Regions from separate parts of the Anas platyrhynchos genome. Here region 2 is linked to region 1. The links are chromatin contacts, called in public Hi-C maps. All regions are on one chromosome and are shown on one strand. The core of a region is the stretch at or near the end of the contact, and the rest is flanking DNA. Distances in the headings are between cores, read along the strand shown. Region 1 overlaps AP2B1 (adaptor related protein complex 2 subunit beta 1). Region 2 holds the start of RASL10B (RAS like family 10 member B).

Region 1 (4,536 bases), core at 645-3,144:
ATTTGCTCTTGAGCATAGAACCAGACTTGTGGTATAATGATGTACAGTGGGTTGGTTTTTTAACCAGTTTACCTCCACTCACATGCCTGGGTACTGTTGGTCCCTACTGGAAAGGTGGGATGACACCTTTTTACCTTTAACTTTTTACATGTTTTTTTCCTATTTTTTTTTTTTACCTGATAACATTCATGGAAGAGCTATTGTGTAGTGGCACCATTATCTTCTAAGTGAAAGCAGACAATGAGTTTGTCAGTCAGCAGGTTCTGCCTTGAGATAAGGGTGTTACACTTTCACTGAAAACACTGATGTCCACTGACTGCCCAAAGTGCTTGGCTCAGCAATTCAAATGGACATGAAGACATAGATATGGTTAGATACACTTAAATTCTGTATTTTGTATTTAAATAATTTTCTCTAGTCTGCTAACTTCCTTCATATTGTTGTTTGGTGTGTCTCAGACAAAATAACACCATTCTGCTTTGCAGTGAAAGTCTGGGTAGATTTCTAAACTGAAGGTACCTTTAGTTAGGATAGAGCCCAGTGTTTGTACCAGTCTTGGGTGAGACAACATTTTGTTTCCTTCAGGCCTGAAATCCTGAAGCAGGAAATCAAGGTGTTCTTCGTGAAGTACAACGACCCCATCTATGTCAAGCTGGAGAAACTGGACATCATGATCCGCCTGGCTTCTCAAGCCAACATTGCCCAGGTCAGCTGAAATTGTAATGGATCCTGCATCTGTTCTGGGGAAGGTCCTGGGGAGAGGATGTGTGCGGCTATTGCCAGTGTCTTGGCTGTTAGACATCGCTGTCCCTGTGCTCTTTGCAGCTGCTTAATGGAAAGTATCGCCTAAATTATGGAGTTGCCTCCGTAATGTAACTGGAGGTACCAGGAGTCGTGACAATTAGGCAGATCATCTCAGAGATTACATTTCCAGGAGAGCTGATGTCTCCTGTCAAATGAGTCACTGCTAGAGCTGAGGTTAGAACGAGAGGCTTGTTTCAAGTGAGAGAGGTGTGCCTGTAATGGAGGCATTCAAAAAGGTCAAACATTACTGAAGTGTGACTTTCAAGTGTATTAGTTAAATTATTACACCCTTGTACAGGCATTCTTCAGAGCTACAATAACCTTTATTTTAACTTAACTTGCTTCTAGGGTGGAAACTTCCCAAAGCTAGAGCTAAACTAAGTTGAGACCACTTTACAGTACAGATTCTTTTGGTTTTAATGTAGTTTAATTCAAATTCTGAAAAGAAAGGAAGCATTCTCAAATGCCACCCTGGTCGCAAGCCCTAATGGTAATGCAGAATGAGTAATGCATCTGGCTAATGCTCTTATTGTCCTATCATAATTGTCAAAAAGCAACTTCATTTAATGTGACGTTTTTAAGCAGCTCTCTACAGCTCTCTCCTCTGTTCTTTGGGATTTTTTTTTTGTTTCCCTTGTTTGTTTTGGAACAGAGCAAGGTAATTCGTGCCCCTTTTGTGACGGGTACATGGAAAACATTTTAAAAATCAGTTTGCATGAGAATGTATTCAGAATTTTCTATGTGTTCTTGGTAGGCTCCGTACCAATTTTAATGCATAATGTTTAGATAATGCAAGTTGTTTGGATGAAAGGCAGTAGTGTCTGGGGGGCACAGTCTGGAACTGGGATCTGCAGAGTAATAAATAAATCCTTTCCTGGTTCTAAAGAGGCATTCCGAAAAACAACCTAAGCTTTGTCAGAAACACACCCTGAAATGAGACCCACTGAGAGCAGGCTTCCACTCTCTTCCTCCCCATGCAGCTTGTCAAGACACTTAATCTGCATGCCTGCACTAGACCAAGGCAGCACAGTACTTGTGTCTGAGGTGCTCAGACTCGAGCAGCATTTGGACAGCATAAACTACCAAACCTGGGTGCTAAGTACTGTGCAGTGTAGATCATCCAAGGCAATAATAAAGCTTCAAAACACAGATGTCCCGTCTACTCCTTGTAGATTTATTTGTCTGCAGTCTGGCCCTTCAAGGCCTCTTTATCTTGTCATTGTTCTGAGGAATTGGCATTCGCTATAGATTTGTCAAACAACTGTCTTGCTTTGTGCTGTTCAGTTCTCCCTTGCAATCTATTGGTGACATCAACGTGAAGTCCCTGATGTCATGTGTGAGAAACTGAAACACGGGATTTTGAGAGGGTGTAAATTGCATAGGATCTTTTTTTGTAATCATGTTTAAAGTGATTTTATTTAAGATAAAGTGGCTTTTTATTTAGTGGTGTGTAAGATCCCAGTAGGTCTTGGTTTAAGCCCTTGTTCAGTTTCCATTAGTCTCCAACCCCCAGAAGAAATCTTACTGGGGAGAAAATCTTTACATTGTCTTTAAATTTGTAGAGGTGTTTCAGGATGTCTTCGGATCTCCTCCTTGTCCTCTTTCCTGATCCAGCAGGGATCCAGGGATTCATCTCAGCACAGAAAAGGAGAGACCAGAACTTGTTGCTTAGAGCTTTGCATACGGTAGCTGTAGAACAATAAGTACAATAAGCTGTATGTAAAATCTATGTGCATGGATATGGTGAACCCTACTTCGCTATAGCATCACCGTAAGGACGAGTTTGTAATATTAAAGCTTGGTGGGACTGGTCTTGGTCAGGGGATCTTGATGGAGCCATGTTTTGGCTTCAGCCAGCCTGAACCAAGCCTGGCTGCCTACTCCAAGCCATTTTTCCTCCCAGCAGTGTTGGTTTCAGAGGTAGGCATCGACTGCAGGGTTTGACTGCTTGCTTTGAATGTGTGTGGCTAGCTGTGGAAGAATTCATCCTGCATGTATTCTGTTGTTCAGGTGGCATCGCTTGTCAGGTGGGCATTCTCCCAGTGTGACCCTGGCCTCATGTTGGTCTGTTTGCTTTGCAGGTCCTGGCAGAGCTGAAGGAATATGCTACGGAGGTGGATGTTGACTTTGTTCGCAAGGCTGTCCGAGCAATCGGTCGCTGTGCTATCAAGGTTGAGGCAAGTACCTGAAACTCGGGGTTTTCCATGCTTCTCAGACTTCAAAAACAATATTAGGCTTTTCCATCTACTTCCCATATTATGCAAAATTTCTTTGCTGCAGTGCTGGTGACAGTGACCTGGATACATCATGCCCCAGCTGAACAGCTTAGCTGTGAGCTCTGGCTGAGTACATTGCAAGAGGGTGGTGTGCTTCTCTCAGACCTCAGCTTGCAGGCAGGGCAAGGCAGCAAAATCAGTCCTGATGGAATATTTTACTGTGTTGGCACCAGTGGAACAATGACCACTTATTCACGAGGTCCTCCTTTAACAGCTGTGGTCTGACCTTTTGAAGGGGGAAGGAAAAGAGATTGTGCAGAGGAACTCAGTACTACATGTTTTGTATCCCCCCTCCTCCCTTCAGCTGAACAGAGAGAGTTCAGCTAAGAGTTAGGGGGTCTGGGGTCACTTAAGAACAACTTGCACAAACACGACTCACTCCCTCTGCTTATCTAGTTTTGAAGGTTCGCATATCCTGTGGCTTCGTTTGGGGTGTGCTCTCTTTAACCTAGCTACTTATGCAAATACGTTCCCAAGAACCCTTGTAGTTATCCAAAACAACAGTTTGAAATGTCCTCTGCCAGTTGAACATCCACCAAATGCTCGTAATAGAACAGCTTTTAATTTGTTAAACTCCCTGCAATTAAATCCAGCGTGCCTGACAGGAGCTCAGAAAGGCTGCAAAGAGAGAGATGACTTATGCCATGGTGTTGATACTTTTCAGTAAACTGATAAACGACTGTAAAATGTCACATAAGTGGTCTAATTTCAGCTGAGCTTATTTAGCTTTTGCTAAAGTGTATTCCCGTGAGCACTGACTGGCAGCAGATTTAAATAACCTAATCATGCCTGGCTGAGTACAGTGTCAGTGCACAGGTTTCTCTTGTTGCTAAACCACTGTAGGTCTGCACAAAGAGGGCACCAACTTCGTCCTCTTGAGAGGATCGACAGCCTCTTCCTGTGCAGCTTCCTCTTCCCTCCTTTGGCTTGTAAAGGCTTATCTCTGCAGTGGGCTTCCTTTTAAGTGGGGCCAACAGACAGGTGATCACTGCCTCTGTGTCAAGTCTTCGTTTCAAAATACAGAGTGCTCCCTCCACGCTGCCTGCAGGCAGGAGGCTGTCTGGGAGAAGCCACAGCAGTGACGGTAGGAAATGCTTTTGAGCATGAAAGAGGGCGACTGAGAAGTTGAAAGGAGCTGGTGGCAGCCCTTTTTGTTGGGGTCTTTGTGCCGTGGAGCACAAGCTTGCTTTACTGCCCAGCAGGGACTGCTCAGCAGGACTTGGCCCCGCGTCTGCCCTGGTTTCACATGACAGGTGGTGTGTTCTTGCAGCAGCAAGATGGTTTAGAAGTTTTCACCCTTTCTCACCCTCATCTTCTCCACTCTTCATTCCCATCCTAGATGCCATGCCAGAGTTGCGTTCAATACACACAGGGCTGATGTTAATGCCCCAGCAAATTTGCAGTGACCCTCTAACTGTATAATTGGGAATTTCTCAATAAGCTGAGTTAACCTTGA
Region 2 (4,536 bases), core at 717-3,216, 52 kb after region 1:
TGAGGCAGGGTGGGTTGGGCTGCAAAACCTCTGCGGTGGCAGCCGGCCCCAAACGAAGCCATCGAAGGGGCCGGGAAAGCAGCAGCACGGGAAGCAGGATGAGGGGTTCCCTCCTGCAGAACAGCCCTTTCCTTCGCCCCTACCCAGCTCTGGATTAGCAGCACGTGGAGGTGAAGTGACTCAGGACTGGGAGGGCAGGGAGAGCAGCAGCCCACCGTGCCCCCAAAGGGATGGGGGCAGCGTTCAGTGGGAACCCACAGTGCCGTGAGCCCCCGGGGCTGCCACCGTCCCTGTCACATCCCAGGGCGAGGGGAAGGGTTTGTCCCTCCCCACAGTTCTGCCAGGGGCTCCTCGGGGAGCACTCGGTCTTTGCTGCTGCTCTGGATTTACCGGCACGCTCGTGCCCTGCAAACGGGGACACGGCGACCCTGGGCTGTGCCGTTCCCTGCAAACTGGGTTTGCTTCCTTGGCACCGTCAGTCCCCAGTGCCGAGAGCTCAGGTGGCCGTCCCCAGGCTTGGAGCTGCTGCAGGGGGACCACACCATGGGGCAGGAACCTCCCCAGCTGCTCCGGGTTGCTCTGGCTGAGATGGGGCCAGCCAAAATCACCGGGCAGGCTCCCCAAAACCACTGCGGCTCCCAACAGCCTCGCGCATCCCGCTCCGTGTGTGTGTAAGGGGTGACAGCAGGTCCCCAAGCCCATGGGGCAGAACGTGGAGAAGCTGTGACAGCCCCTGAGCCCTCAGCCTCACTTGTCCCCTGCGTGCCAGGACGTGGGAGCAATTTGGTGGCCGATTTTAGGTTCACATCCATCTCCCGTGGCTGGGGCTGGGTGAAGCCTCCGCGCCGGCGGGGACGCGCCAGGATCCGTCCCCGCTCCCTTCCCCCCGCCACCGTATATTAAATTTCACAAATAAAACTGCAAGTGAAGAGCATCTCAGAGGGAACTGCTAAAAATAGCCCCCAGGCTGGAGCCTGGATTGTGCAGGCGAGTTGGTTTGGTGTGCAGCCGCGATCCCTGCCCTTTCCCAGAAACGTCTCAGGCTGAGCGCAGCTCTCCGGCGGTGCCAGGAAGGGCTGCTGGGGGGCCGGGGGAGAGGAGCAGCACCTGGGGCTGGAAAAAAACCCACAGGGACACCCGAATATTTCCCTAGATGTGAGCACCAGGCAGCTTTGCAGGAAAACAAGCCCCACATCTCCGAAAGCCTGGGGTTGAGGTGCAGGGAAGGGCTCTGCCTGCCTGTGCCTGGCACCGACCTCAGCCCAGCCGTGGCGCAGAGCAGCACCGAGGCTTTGCTGGCTCCCCGTGTCCCCCTCCCCAGTTGTGGGGCCGTGCCTGCTGTCCCATTTTCCCCTGGGAAGGAAGAGGGATGCTGTGGCTGTGTGCTGATGCTGGTACCCTCCTCACCCCGGAGATGAGCCCCTCTGGATGATTTTTTCCCAGCAAAAGGTGTCGGTGAGGCTGGGGGGGCCCGGCTGTGCCATGGCCGGTGCTTGGGCTCTGCCAAGCCCCACGGGGGTGTCTCGGTGTTCACTGGAGTCCTGGGGAGCAGGAGCAGGGCTTGGGGGGCACTTGGAGGAGCAGAGAAGCTGGGGGGAGCCCTTGGAGGGGGGAAAACTGGGCCCCCACCTGGACCCACAGGCACCCCTTTCATCGCCATGGGGTAAAAGCTCAATGTGGGGTGTCCCAAAAACGCAGCTTCTGTTCCCAAAACGCTCCTTCCTCCATCCTGCCTCACCCCACACCGAAGTGGGAGCACCCCCCCGGGACAGGGGGGCTCGGAGAAGCCCCCACGGAGGGGCCCAGGAGCACCGAGCCCCAAAGCGAGCGGGGCGGTGGGCGAGGGTCCTGCCATGGGGAGGGGGGGTAAAAAGCTGAGGGCACCGGGCTCCCCCCCCCCACGGGTGCTGGGCAGCGAGGGGGTGCCCGATCCGCGCTGCGGGGGCCATGGGAGGGTCTTGTGCCAGCGGCACCTCCCCAGAGCCCCGGCAGGAGAAGCGGTGCCCTTCGCGGCTCCCTGCGGAGCGCAGCGGGCCGGGCATTCCCCGCAGCAGCTCCCGGGCGCTGCCTCCATCCCCGCCTGCCTCCCTCCGCGGGCAGTCCCCGCACATCCCCGCCCGGCCACAGCCTCCTTCCCTCCCCGGGCTGAGCCCGCAGCGCTCCGGGCACTGCCCGCCCCCTCCCCGGCCTCCTCCAGCCCCCCCCTGCTCGGGCATCCCCAGCCTCAACCCCCCCCGGGGGGCTCAGCCTCCAGCCCCGGCCGCCTCCCGTTTGCCCCCCCCCGACCCCCGGCAGCCCCATCCCGGCCGTGCCCGGGTTCCCCCCTTCCCCTTCATCCCCCCCCAGCCCTCCCCGTGTCCCCCCCCCCCAGCCCCCGCCGCCTCCCGGTCCCCGCACCGGGCTCTCCGCATGGCTCCGCCGCCCGCCGGGGCGCCGCCGGCCCGGGCCGCCGCTGCAAGGTACCGGGGGGGGGGGCACGGGGGGAATGGGGGGGTGATGGGGAGGGGGCAAAGTTGCCGCTGGGAGGGGGGCAGCGGGGTGGGGGGACCCCGTAAAGTTGAGCGGTGGAGCTAAGATGCTCCCCCCCCCCCCCCTCCTCCCTAGTTGGGTATGGGGGGGTCTGCGCCCCCCCCCCCCCCAAGCATCCCTGTGGTGCTACAGCCCTTTAATGGGCACCCCGGGGGGCGACCCCAAAACCCCCCCCCGCTCCCCTCTGCAGGGCTCGGGTTTGGGGAGGTGATGCTGGCCCCGTGGGGAGCGGGACGGGGCCGGCTGGGTCCTACCCCCCCGGGGTGGGGGTGGGCAAATTGGGGTGCCCAAGGTCACGGTGCCCCGGGGCCGTGCCCGCAGCCGGGGGTCACATCCCGGCCCCACAGCCCGTGGGGTGCTGCCGGGCTCGGCCTCACCGTGGTCCCCCCGTGGCCACCGCCGCGTCCCCACTGCGCGCCTCAGTTTCCCCCGGTGGCCCCAAACTGCCAGCGGGCAGCTCCGGGTGTTTCGGGGGCAGAGCGGCTTCTTGGGGCCTGTGGGGTGGCTGTCCCCGTGCGTGGGTCCCCGTCTGCCAGCCGGGAGGGGGACAGGGTTTTGGGGACCCCCGGCAGGGTGTGAGGGCAGCGCTCGGCTCTGCAGCTCGGGCACCCCGCGGTGTCCTGCGGGGCTGGGGCTGCCCGGCTGCGTGCCCCCGGCCCCAGAGGGGAGCTGGGGTCGCTTCTAGGAAGGGGAAGGGGCTGTGGGGACGGGGCTGTCCCTGCAGAGGGGTGGCCTGGCCATGACAGTGCTTTCTGCTGGCACAGTGAGGCCCTGGCGGGGCTGAGCCCCCCGCACCCCCCACCCCAAGGCACGCGGCTTGGGAACGCTCCGGGCACGGGGCTGGGGCGCACGGGTCCCCAGAGGCACTCGGCACCTGCGGGGTGGTCCCAGCCCCGTGCCATGGCCCCAGCCCCATGCCCAAACCCTCCCTGCTGCCCCTGGGCTGGATCAGGCCCTGCTGAAGGCCCCCAGCCCCGGTGCCGGTGCTGGCCCAGCCCGGCCACTCAGCACCCGCAGTGGGGATGTCCATGGCCAGGCTCTCCCCGGGGTGAAGAACCCCATGGGAACGGGGTGGCTGGAGCCCGCTGCCTTCTGGCAGCTCGGGGAGCGCTGCCCTGTGCTTTGGGGATGTTTTTCAGGGAAAGCAGACGAGAGCAGCAGGAATTGGTAAAAGCATCCATGCCCCGGGAGAAAGCACGAGCAGGTTCCTAAGGATGGGGGCCAGAGCAGGACCCATCCCATTGCCCCTGCTGCTTCCATCAAACCCCCATTGCCAGGGGGCGTTCGGGACCCTCAGACCCAGCTCCTGCACCCGTGTGTGTGGGTTATTGCCCCTCGTGCCCCCTCCACGCCCAGCCCTACCCTAGGGCCCCCTCCTGCCTCGCCACGTGTGCCCGTGGCTTGCGGGCTCGCCCCGTCAGCTGGCTCGGAAATTAGCCTCCATCAAGTTAATTGCCAAACCGCTCAAAGCCTGAAATTAAACATTAAAGCTGTCGCTCGCAGGCACAGAGCGATCCCCTCCCCAGCAAGAGGCAGTTCTGGCTGTCCAAGCGGAGGGAAGATGGATTCCCCAGCTTGGGGCGGCACCGGAGCCACTGGGGGTGCCAGGGGACGCGTCCCCTGCTCTGCCAGGCCCGGGGGGACCATGAGCTGCTGGGCCCTCCCCAGGAGGTTTCCTTGCTCTGGTGCCAGAGGGGCTGAATGTGCCTCCCGTGGGGCTTTGGAAAGGGCAGGAACCAAAAGGAAACCCAAAGGAGAAGAGGAGCGGTGGTGAAATAGGAGCAGGAGATCCCCAGGGTGCGGCGGGAGGGAGGCGATGGGCACAGGGTGGTCCCCAGGGTTCTGCTGCCTTTTAGGAAACCCAGGTGAGACCCTTCCTGGGACAAGGCTTGCCCAAATCCTGGCTTTTTTGGGATGGGGGACCCTTGGCTCTTGCAGTGTCCACACTGGGGACATAGCCCAGCTCCTGGGGGACACCCATAACCCTTTATCCACCTCCAAAACACC

What was found. A called contact is a pair of places that touch in the nucleus more often than the background predicts.
Region 2: a contact with region 1 is called in a Hi-C map of liver, with 2.5 times the contacts expected there. The contact joins the promoter of RASL10B here to the enhancer-like site in region 1. A contact is called at or near these places in 6 of 8 Hi-C or Micro-C datasets (F1 follicle, liver, skeletal muscle and 2 more).

The regions. Positions count from the first base shown.
Region 1 is chr20:6,602,132-6,606,667 of IASCAAS_PekinDuck_T2T, forward strand. It overlaps AP2B1 (adaptor related protein complex 2 subunit beta 1), which reads left to right. Exons shown (of 22, transcript XM_072025964.1): 9 at 586-706; 10 at 2,886-2,981. Among named protein-coding and RNA genes, the nearest start is that of PEX12, 24 kb to the left of the region's middle. Within about 2 kb of position 1,895, at least 3 of the 8 cell types and tissues checked have an H3K27ac peak or open chromatin away from gene starts, as enhancers often do. A contact at or near this core is called in F1 follicle and small yellow follicle, where this site is marked.
Region 2 is chr20:6,653,993-6,658,528 of IASCAAS_PekinDuck_T2T, forward strand. RASL10B (RAS like family 10 member B) reads left to right here and starts at 1,967. Exons shown (of 4, transcript XM_038165620.2): 1 at 1,967-2,459.